Linked DNA regions of Anas platyrhynchos: region 1 is linked to region 2. The links are chromatin contacts, called in public Hi-C maps. All regions are on one chromosome and are shown on one strand. Each heading gives the region's core, a stretch centred on a gene start, on an enhancer-like site or on the middle of the called end of the contact. The rest is flanking DNA. Distances are from core to core; before and after follow the strand shown. Region 1 holds the start of MED28 (mediator complex subunit 28). Region 2 holds the start of LCORL (ligand dependent nuclear receptor corepressor like).

What was found. A called contact is a pair of places that touch in the nucleus more often than the background predicts.
Region 1: a Hi-C map of subcutaneous adipose tissue shows a contact between it and region 2, with 2.2 times the contacts expected there. The contact joins the promoter of MED28 here to the promoter of LCORL in region 2. A contact is called at or near these places in 2 of 8 Hi-C or Micro-C datasets (liver and subcutaneous adipose tissue).

What each region holds. Positions count from the first base shown.
Region 1 is chr4:63,585,240-63,589,383 of IASCAAS_PekinDuck_T2T, forward strand. MED28 (mediator complex subunit 28) reads right to left here and starts at 1,864. Exons shown (of 4, transcript XM_027457340.3): 1 at 1,541-1,864; 2 at 1,386-1,452; 3 at 1,070-1,182; 4 at 321-612. The coding sequence starts at 1,708. The coding sequence ends at 415. It overlaps LAP3 (leucine aminopeptidase 3), which reads right to left. Exons shown (of 13, transcript XM_038178309.2): 11 at 3,853-3,932; 12 at 3,037-3,149; 13 at 2,424-2,939. The coding sequence ends at 2,741.
Region 2 is chr4:63,425,126-63,429,704 of IASCAAS_PekinDuck_T2T, forward strand. It overlaps LCORL (ligand dependent nuclear receptor corepressor like), which reads left to right and starts at 2,859. Exons shown (of 8, transcript XM_072037745.1): 1 at 2,859-3,135. The coding sequence starts at 2,979.

The sequences.
Region 1 (4,144 bases), core at 614-3,113, 160 kb after region 2:
ACTGAAATGCAAAGTAGGTGGATGACTAAACTTATCAAATCACACCAACCAACTCATTGCTGGGGAGGAGAGGTGTTATTCTTAAAAGAAGACACCCATAAAGAAATCTGTATATCCCGAGTGCCCTTCATGAGGGGAGTGAAAGCCCAGTGGAGATGGACAGTTCACGTCAAAAAAGCACACTCTTTACCTGAACTACATACAATTCAAAGGGTGCTTCTACAATGGCACTGAAGGATAATTACCGGATCACAAAACACTTAATTCTCAAGCATTTTGGGGGGGGGGGTGGGTAGAAAAAGATAATTTATTTCACTTAATTCTGTCTTAACTCATATTTATTGTACAAATTACTTTATACAAAAAGTATATGCTTTGCATCATTCAAAACATTTAACTATGTAAATTCAAAGATCATGTTTGCTTCATTGGAGCAGGAATATTAGCAGACGCCTGTTCTAGGTAAGCTAACGGACCCTGAGGCATTTCTGCAGGTTTTTTGTGTTGCACACTGATGTCTTCCAGGACCTGTTGCCAGTGCCGCAGTTTACTCAAATGCTTCTGAATTAATGCTTCTTTTCTCTGCAATTCATTTCTTAACTCTGAAACATCCTATAAGTGAGAAAATAGGTATTAGTAAGTAAATAATATTCCTAAGAATAATAAAGAACCTCAAATAAAGTGCATGTAATTTTTAGTTTAAGTTTTCACATTGATCTTATAGGAATTCTAACACTGGAAAAGCACTTAAGACAAAAAGCACTGCAGATGCTTTTCATTCTGTTTGCCTAGGTCATTTATTTCAGAGCTCATTACTTCCAACATTTCTTCAGATGAATCATTCGCCCTTGTGCTCCAATGCTCCCCAGAGCAGCAGGCATCCAGCTTCTCCAGGTCTGGGGCAAGAGGTACCTTAACAAGCATGTTTTACCAACTTTAGATACAGCATCACGTTGACAAACCCTGAATTAGTGTGAATGAGGTGTTCTAACTGTACTGGTACACAGGATACCTGGCCTGGCATGATATAGGCAAACTAATTAAAGCATACAAACTCATTTAAGCGTACCTCTTTAATTACTTGTTCTGGTTTCTGGACCGACAGCTGCAGTCTCTTTTGTAGGAAAAAACACTCGGTTTGCCTTGCAACATCCAGGAATTTCTGGATGCACTGATCAACACCTAAACGTGGAACACCAGAATGGAGAGAGAGAACAGATTCCCACAACATCATTACAGGCTGATATTGTTTATCTGTATATACATGTTATTAACAACACCTTTTAGAGTATCTTCTAGGAAGAGACCCTTTAGGTGTACGAAGAGGGCCTTTAAGGGCAGGTATCCCAAAGCAGGGATACCCGAGCCCCCCGCCGGGCGCTCACCGGTGCGGATCTCCTCCTGGTCGGTGCCGTTCACGTAGTCCTGGCTCACCAGCGAGGCGAAGCAGGCCTGAGGAGAGAGGAGAAGCACCGCCGTTAGAGGAGGTCGCGCCGCCCCGGCCGGCCGCAGCCTTCCCCCATCCCGACCCGCCCCTCACCTCGAAGGACGCTTCCAGCTCGTCCACGAGCGTGTTGTTGGGGTTGCGAGGCCCCGGCGGAGGCGGGATGAGGCCGGCAGGGCCGGGCCCCCCCGGAGGTCCCGGCGGCGGTGGTGGCGGCGGCCCCGGCTGCTGGTTGGCGAACATGGCGCCCAGCGCGCCCGCCATGGCGGCCGCCTCCACTCACGGCCCGCGCCTGCGCCCCGGCGCCTCAGGCTCGGGCGTGGCGAGTCCCTCCTGCCGCCGGGCGTTACCTCAGCTCGGGGCGGCAAATATAAAGTAAAATAAAATAACGTGGAAACATAAATAAGGAATTAAAAATAAAAAAGGCAGCAAAAATGGCATTCCTGGCCCGAAACTCCACCTCCAGCCCCTGTCCGGCTGCAGCTTGTGCCAGCCCAGCGCTCCAGGAGGCTTCTGGCCAAGGGGAGCTCTGGGCCTGGATCTTGCAACCCCCCCACCGCACATTATAAACGTTAAATCTGTTTGACGTTTCCACTGGTTCTGGAACTACCTTCGTTGCCAATCACTTTCATTTCAGTGATGGTGTAACATGAATAAACTACCTAGCAACCTGGCTGGAAAAAACATGGAAAACTTTCTTCTTTCAGCCATTACTATAGTCAGAGGACAGGGGAAGTTTTAAAAGATCAGCCATAAGAGCATATCCTACTTAATTTTGTGCTGAAGCCACGTAGCAGTATATAAAGGGTGCATCATTTCTACCTCACAGCACACCCAGGGTAGCTTCCATTTTTCTTTCTTCTCAGGGAACTTTTATTAACAACCCTCCAGCACTACCTTTCCTACTCCATTAGTCACCCAAAACAGAGACACAGCTACACCACCCCCCTATTGTTATTTCTCTCTAAATCAACAGATGTACCCACACAAATAGGAGATTTATTGATTACAATAATTATGCTTACTTTACATACAAAAGAGGAGCTCAGGTATTTTCCATGATCATGTTTTGGTATTTAATACCCGACATAGTTCAAACTGCAACTTTTTATTTTAAACTCCATAACAGAGGGAGACAAATCTCAAGTTTGAGATGTTCTTACCCAGTAATGACTTACAAAATGTGGGTACAGGTCATCACTATAGTGAAAATATGTTTGGGGCACTCCGTTATTAACACTTCTTAACTTTTTTTTTTTTTTTTTAAGGCAGAATGGATGATTTTAGAATAGGCATTTATTTGGTATTGTGACTGTCTTGACTTAATCGAGCCGCAAACTCTACTAATGTTCGTGTAGGCCGGCCTGCCATGCCTTTTCGAAGATAGGGCACCTCATCTTTATTGGACATCACACCAGCTATATCCAAATGAGCCCAGTGAGAGGCAGTCACAAATTCTTTCAGGAAGGCAGCAGCTGTGCACGCTCCCCCAGCTCTGTGGGAAGCAGAAAGATGGTGTCACTTTAGAAACAACACAAACAGCACAAACAATAGACTAATACACTGAAGGGAAAGGCTGTTAGCACATCTACCTGCTATACTTTCCAATGTTACTCAGGTCTGCAAGAGGAGAATCCGTTACTTGCTTGGTGTAATGTTCAAAAAGAGGCATTCTCCATACTCGGTCTCCTGTCAAAATGCTGGCCTGAAAAAGAACAGCAATAGTTGGGGTAAAGTTCACTACGGTAGTTTTGGTGTTTCCCCACCCTCCCTTTTTTTTTTTTTTTTTTTTAAAAAAAAAAAAAAAAAAAAAGCTGCATTTATAAGCACCACCACTATGCATGCTTATCTTTGTCTAGCTTTGATTGGTCTGAAACACACTGCAAGCAGAACAATGAAGCCTCCTTTTTGGGTACTTTAATGGTAGTCAACAGGCAAAAATCTAAAGAATACTTTTCCCCCCTGCAATATATTTTATTTTCTGGTAATGTATATATTCTCAAATGCTTCCCTTCAGGGGCTTCCTTCATCTATCACACTTCAGTCACTCACAAGGCCTCTGAATTTCTCTTGGTATTGCTAAGCAAGACCAACAATCTTTGTTAACAAAAACTAATTACTGTCAGTAGTGCAGAGCTTATGCATATGCAGTAAGTTATCAAAGGATGCAGATACTTGAGATAATGATTCATACTTTCTGCTGTATGATACTAAACCTCACTAAAGAGCCAGTAATTAATAGTCATCATTATGTATTTTTCAATTAAATGCGATACTAACACACTCCTATGAGATTTCAAAATGTAGTAACATACTTTTTAGGTTGGCATAAAGACTTTCTGTAAAGCACTGTTTAGCAATGACAACTATTACTGAATTATTATTTGATAATAATGTTGATGGCCTACCTCATAAAGGTGATTCCAAAGCCAAGATGAATTTGTGAACACTCCAGTCGCAGCAGATCCCAATGCAACATCCATGGCACCTACAGAAAAACATCCTGAAGATTATACAATGAAGGCAAAGGTGGACTTGAGCATGGACTCTGCATCCAGACTCCTCACAGTACTTTCCTTTTCAATTCTCATTATCAGTGACTTCTAAAGTCCACAAACCAAAGATTTTGATATACTTATATTTATTTTTAAAAGCTCAAAAGTTTTTTAAAAGTTTACATAATCGAAGAGGACAAGAATT
Region 2 (4,579 bases), core at 1,609-4,108:
TAATTCTGAACTATTAGATTAGTCATAATCTTTTCACATGGGCTAGGCTGCTTGCTGCCATGGGCAGGTTTCTCATAGCACTCCTGCTGCACTGCACTACAGCTGCAGGTCTGGTTTCTGCTGCTGGAGGCTACTTTCCTCCTTCACTGGAGGAAAAAGAGTAGGCTGTATATCAAACCTGGAATAGTGGAGGTATCTGCTGGCGGTAGCTGAAAGAGTAGGTGGATCAGTTATGCCCTAAACCATACATATCAAACCACAGTGGCAAAATATTTATCATTTGCTAGCTGTCTGTGCCTACCTCTCTTGGGTGGAAGCTGCCATCCCTTAGGGGAAGCAGCAGAATTAAACATTTGTTGGCTATTCAGCATTTCACAGTTCAGTGCATCAGCCTAAATCTGTGAAGTTTGCGGTATTTTAGCATATAAGATTGTGATCTTATGCATCTTTATAATGTACTAAATCACTGGAATATGTATATTGCATATAGATTTAAGCAGTTATATTTTGGTAACCTAACGTTCACAGTGATTATTAAATATCGCTTGTTCAGTTTAGCTAGATCCTTTACCCAAATGATCATGTCAGTGTTTATTGTGAAATCTCCCCTAGCATTTATTCTTCAAACCCTTGTTTTCTGTTGTCATTTATCTTTCAAATATTAATAGTTCTCTGCAATACTCATTCATAAAGCTATTGTACAATTCATTATTTAACACTTTTTGTTTTACCAGAAACACTGACAATTTCAAGATTTACAAATTGTGTTCATGTAAGGGGGGAGGTTCACCATTTCAGGACATACTCATTTCAAGATACCATCTGCAAAGGCTTTGTCTGTTCAAGTTAGACTGTTTTAATTACACTTCATCCTTACTCCCAGTTTCCACAAAGCAGTGCTTATGTGACAAAGAGCCACGCAAAGCTGTCTGTACAGGAGTGAATTTCATCTTTGGGGATTAATTATAAAGAGGTTTTGGTGATGAACAGTTTTGCAATGTATCAATAAGACAGTTCAATCTCCCCAATATGCATTTAAAAAAAAAAATAATTCAACATTTCAGATTGTGATAGGGTTGTAGATAAGCTCCTGTGACAATTTTATTTTGTCTTTACCCACAAATTAATATATGAGAGAAGAAACATGCCTAAAGACCATAATAGTAATTCTTATAGCTTTAAACAAAATTGTACTGGACTTTGCCTCCAGAGCCATTTCTAAGTTAACTGACTCTCTGATCCCAGAAAAATTAGCTAGGATAGGCAGCTAAAATGAACCAAGTTAAAATTAGCCGTCACTGCCCCTGGCTCTGCCCTCAGTCAGTCTTGGAGTTTCCTTGTTCACAACAGTGGAATCGCTTCTATAAAATGAAGTCCAAGTCCATGCAAGCAGTAATCTCTTGGCTAGGAAGTCATTTTGATACAGAAGGAAAACCAATACAATTAATTTAAAAGCACCACCCCTGAGGGTTCAACTAAACAAGATCCTTGGGTTGCCTGCTTTAGTTTTAGATTTGGAAGAATAAAGCATCTCAAAGGGAGGGAGCTGTTCAATACCTAGTGCCTAGCATGTCTGACAGCTAGGCAGTATTTTCAGAAGGCCTAGGAATACTAAGTCGAGGCAGTTTGAAATTCTTTTGCCTTCCCTCCCTCTCCCTGAAATTTGCCCTCCAGCTTGGTCAGCCACGTTTAGTTCTTTTTTCCTGCAGTGCCTGGAGAAGTCTCTCGAATGGGACTTGCAACTAGAGCAAAAATTGTATAAATGAACAAAAGGAGGTGGGGGTAGTGTCTTGTCAATTCTTTATTTAAACATAGGCATCAAAAAAAAAAAAAAAAACCTCTTCAGGTGAAGGACATTTGTGTCCATATGAAACTATGATAATCTCCGGGGTTCAATTAAATGAATAGTTTTTAAAATTGCTGTGTGCTGAATTCATTAAGCTCTATTAGCTGCTTTACACAAATGACCAAGTTTATTTTTATAAAATCTCTTTGGGAAAAAAATAAAATTAAAAGGGATAAAAGCCGTGACCTGTCATCTGTTACAAAAGCTCAGTTCATTCCAGTGGAAACAAAGGTGATCTTCATTTGCAGGCAATCCCTGAACACGTCCCTTGCCCAGAAAAGCATCTTCAACGAGTTCAGAAGGAAATATCTGCAAAGTTTTGCACGAGTAGCAAAAGCACAAACAGATTTCTTAAGCCCATCTTGTGAAGAATAATATATCTAAATACATTTTTAATAGTTTTTCCTTCAGAGTTTATTATTAGTTTGAAACCGATGCATCCTAGCCTCACACGATTGTGTTTACTCTGTGTGGGCTCTGACGATGCCTTGCAAGAGTTGCCTTGGGTTTCGCTGCTTCTGAGGCGAAGCCGGTGACTGTTGGAAGTTCAGGGCAAATAAAAGACACGAGGCGCTCGCAACAGATCTGAGGTGGAGAAGGAGGAAGCGAGGAAGCTGCCGAGCTGCTGCTGGCCGCTTACTGCCACTTACACCCCCCATTGGGGATGGCTCTGGGGTGGGCGTTCGGCTGCCCCCCCTCCCGGCTCCCCTCTGCGGACTACAACTCCCAGCATGCTTTGCTGCACAACCTCCCCCCGCGGGGCTGCAGCAGGTGGCGCGCTGCCCTTCGGGATTTGTAGGCCAGAGGGGGGGGGGGACATCGATGGGAAGCGGGGAGGGGGGGCCGGTTGGCGGCCCGGTTACCGACCCGGAGCGGGGAGAGGGAGCGGAGGAAGGGGGGGGGGGGCGGTGAGGAGCCCGGAAGGCGGGAAGGGAGGAGGGGGTGGACACGTGTCAATCACCCCGCCAGGCGGCGCGCGCGCGCGCTCCCCGCCCCGGATGCTAAGGGGGGAGGAGGAGGTGAGGGGGGGGGGGGGGGCGGTTGGGCGCGGGCACGCGCTCGCTGAGGTTTGAAGGAGGGGGGGGGGAGCGCGCGCTCGTATGTAAATGAGCGGGCGTGAGGTCAGAGGCAGATGGAAAAGGGAACAGACAGAATGGCCGCCGCGGCTCCCGCTCCTCCTGCCGCCGCCGCCTCCTCCTCGCAGTGCCGGAGCCCCCGCTGCACGGCGGAGCGCAGGGGAGTCCGCCGCGAACTCGACTCCTGGCGGCACCGGCTCATGCACTGTGTGGGTAAGCGCCGGGAGGGGGCTGCGGGCGGGGAGCGGGGCGCTGAAAGCTCGGGGGGGCTCGGCGGCGGGGAGCGGGCACGGCAGCCCCAGCCCGAGCCTCCCCCTCCGGCTGGCAGCGGCGGTGAGGGGCGGTTGGGGGGCGAGCCGAGGTCTCCTGAGCCGCCAACGGGCAGCGCGGGGTGGGCGCCGCGGCTCGGCTGAGGGCCGCCCGGGCCCTGCCTTCGCCCCCTTCCCCGGCTCCGGCTCCTTTTGTCTCGGCTCCCCGCCGCCCCCCCACCTCCGCCCCTTCTTCCATCGCGGGTGTCTGAGCGGGGAGGGGGGGGGGGGAGCGGCGGGGGTGGTGTGTGTGCGCCTTTAAGAGCCAGCCGCTCCTGCACTGACGGTTGGGATTTGAAGTTTTCCCTCCCCCCGGGAAGTTGTCATGGCGACGGCAGTTCTCCCTCACTCCCCCCCCACCCCGGGGCTGCCCCGGCCGCGAGGTTCCCCCCTCGGGTCACGTGACGCCCCCCTCCCGCGGGGGCGCGCGGGGCCCTGGCGCCGTTCCCGGGCGGGGCGGGGCGGGGGCGCGCTCCCGGGTACCTGCGGGGCCGCGCCCGGCGCCTGCCCCGGTGCGCGCTGCGCCGCCCGCTCCTCGCTTCGGCCCCGGGCTTTTGTGCCTGTGCTCTCTTCCCTCCTACCCCCCCCTTTTATTGTTTTTGTGTTTTTTTTTTCCTTCTGTTTTGAGGCACCCACGTGCCCGGGGCCGCTCGCTTGTCTCGACGGAGCTCGCCCTGCTCCGGCCCCAAAAAGCCTCGGTCCCAAAGGGCCGGCGGGCAGAGCCCTGGAAGGGGGTGACCGAGGGGTGACCCTGTCCCGGTGCTGCTGCTGCGTGTTTTGGGGAGCCTGGTGGCTCCGTCGTGTGTGCTGTCAAACACCTGTGTGTGTACTACTGCACCTGTACGTAGTGCACTTCTGTAACCTTTCCCGTTTAACATAACGCTCTTTAGAAAACAAAACGCGTTTCCACATACTCCTATACTCCTCTCCCACTTCTGTGGAAAGGATGAAATTTAATTAGAATACATAAAAAGCGCTCGTTCGCTGGCACAGACATCACAGTGCACTGCTAGAGCTGACGGGCCGATACCTCGCACGAATTATATATGAAGCATCCGCTCCTCTGGTTACATCTTGCTTGATGGCATTTCGTTTTTAAATCTAAACTGGGATCCTAAAAGCCTGCGTGATAGTTGATAACTGAAGGGACTTTGAGCTGTAGCAGGGTGCTATCAGATGCATTCAAGGAACACAGTGGCACATGACCAGCACGGACGAGGACTGCGAAGAAATGCAATGAACTCTCTGTAAGATAAAATGTCACTGTAGACTGGGACCTCTGCTGGGCAGATCTGTTGTGTTTGAGAAACTTCTTCCAAGTTGCTTTGCGGTTGCTCTTTCACTGAGAT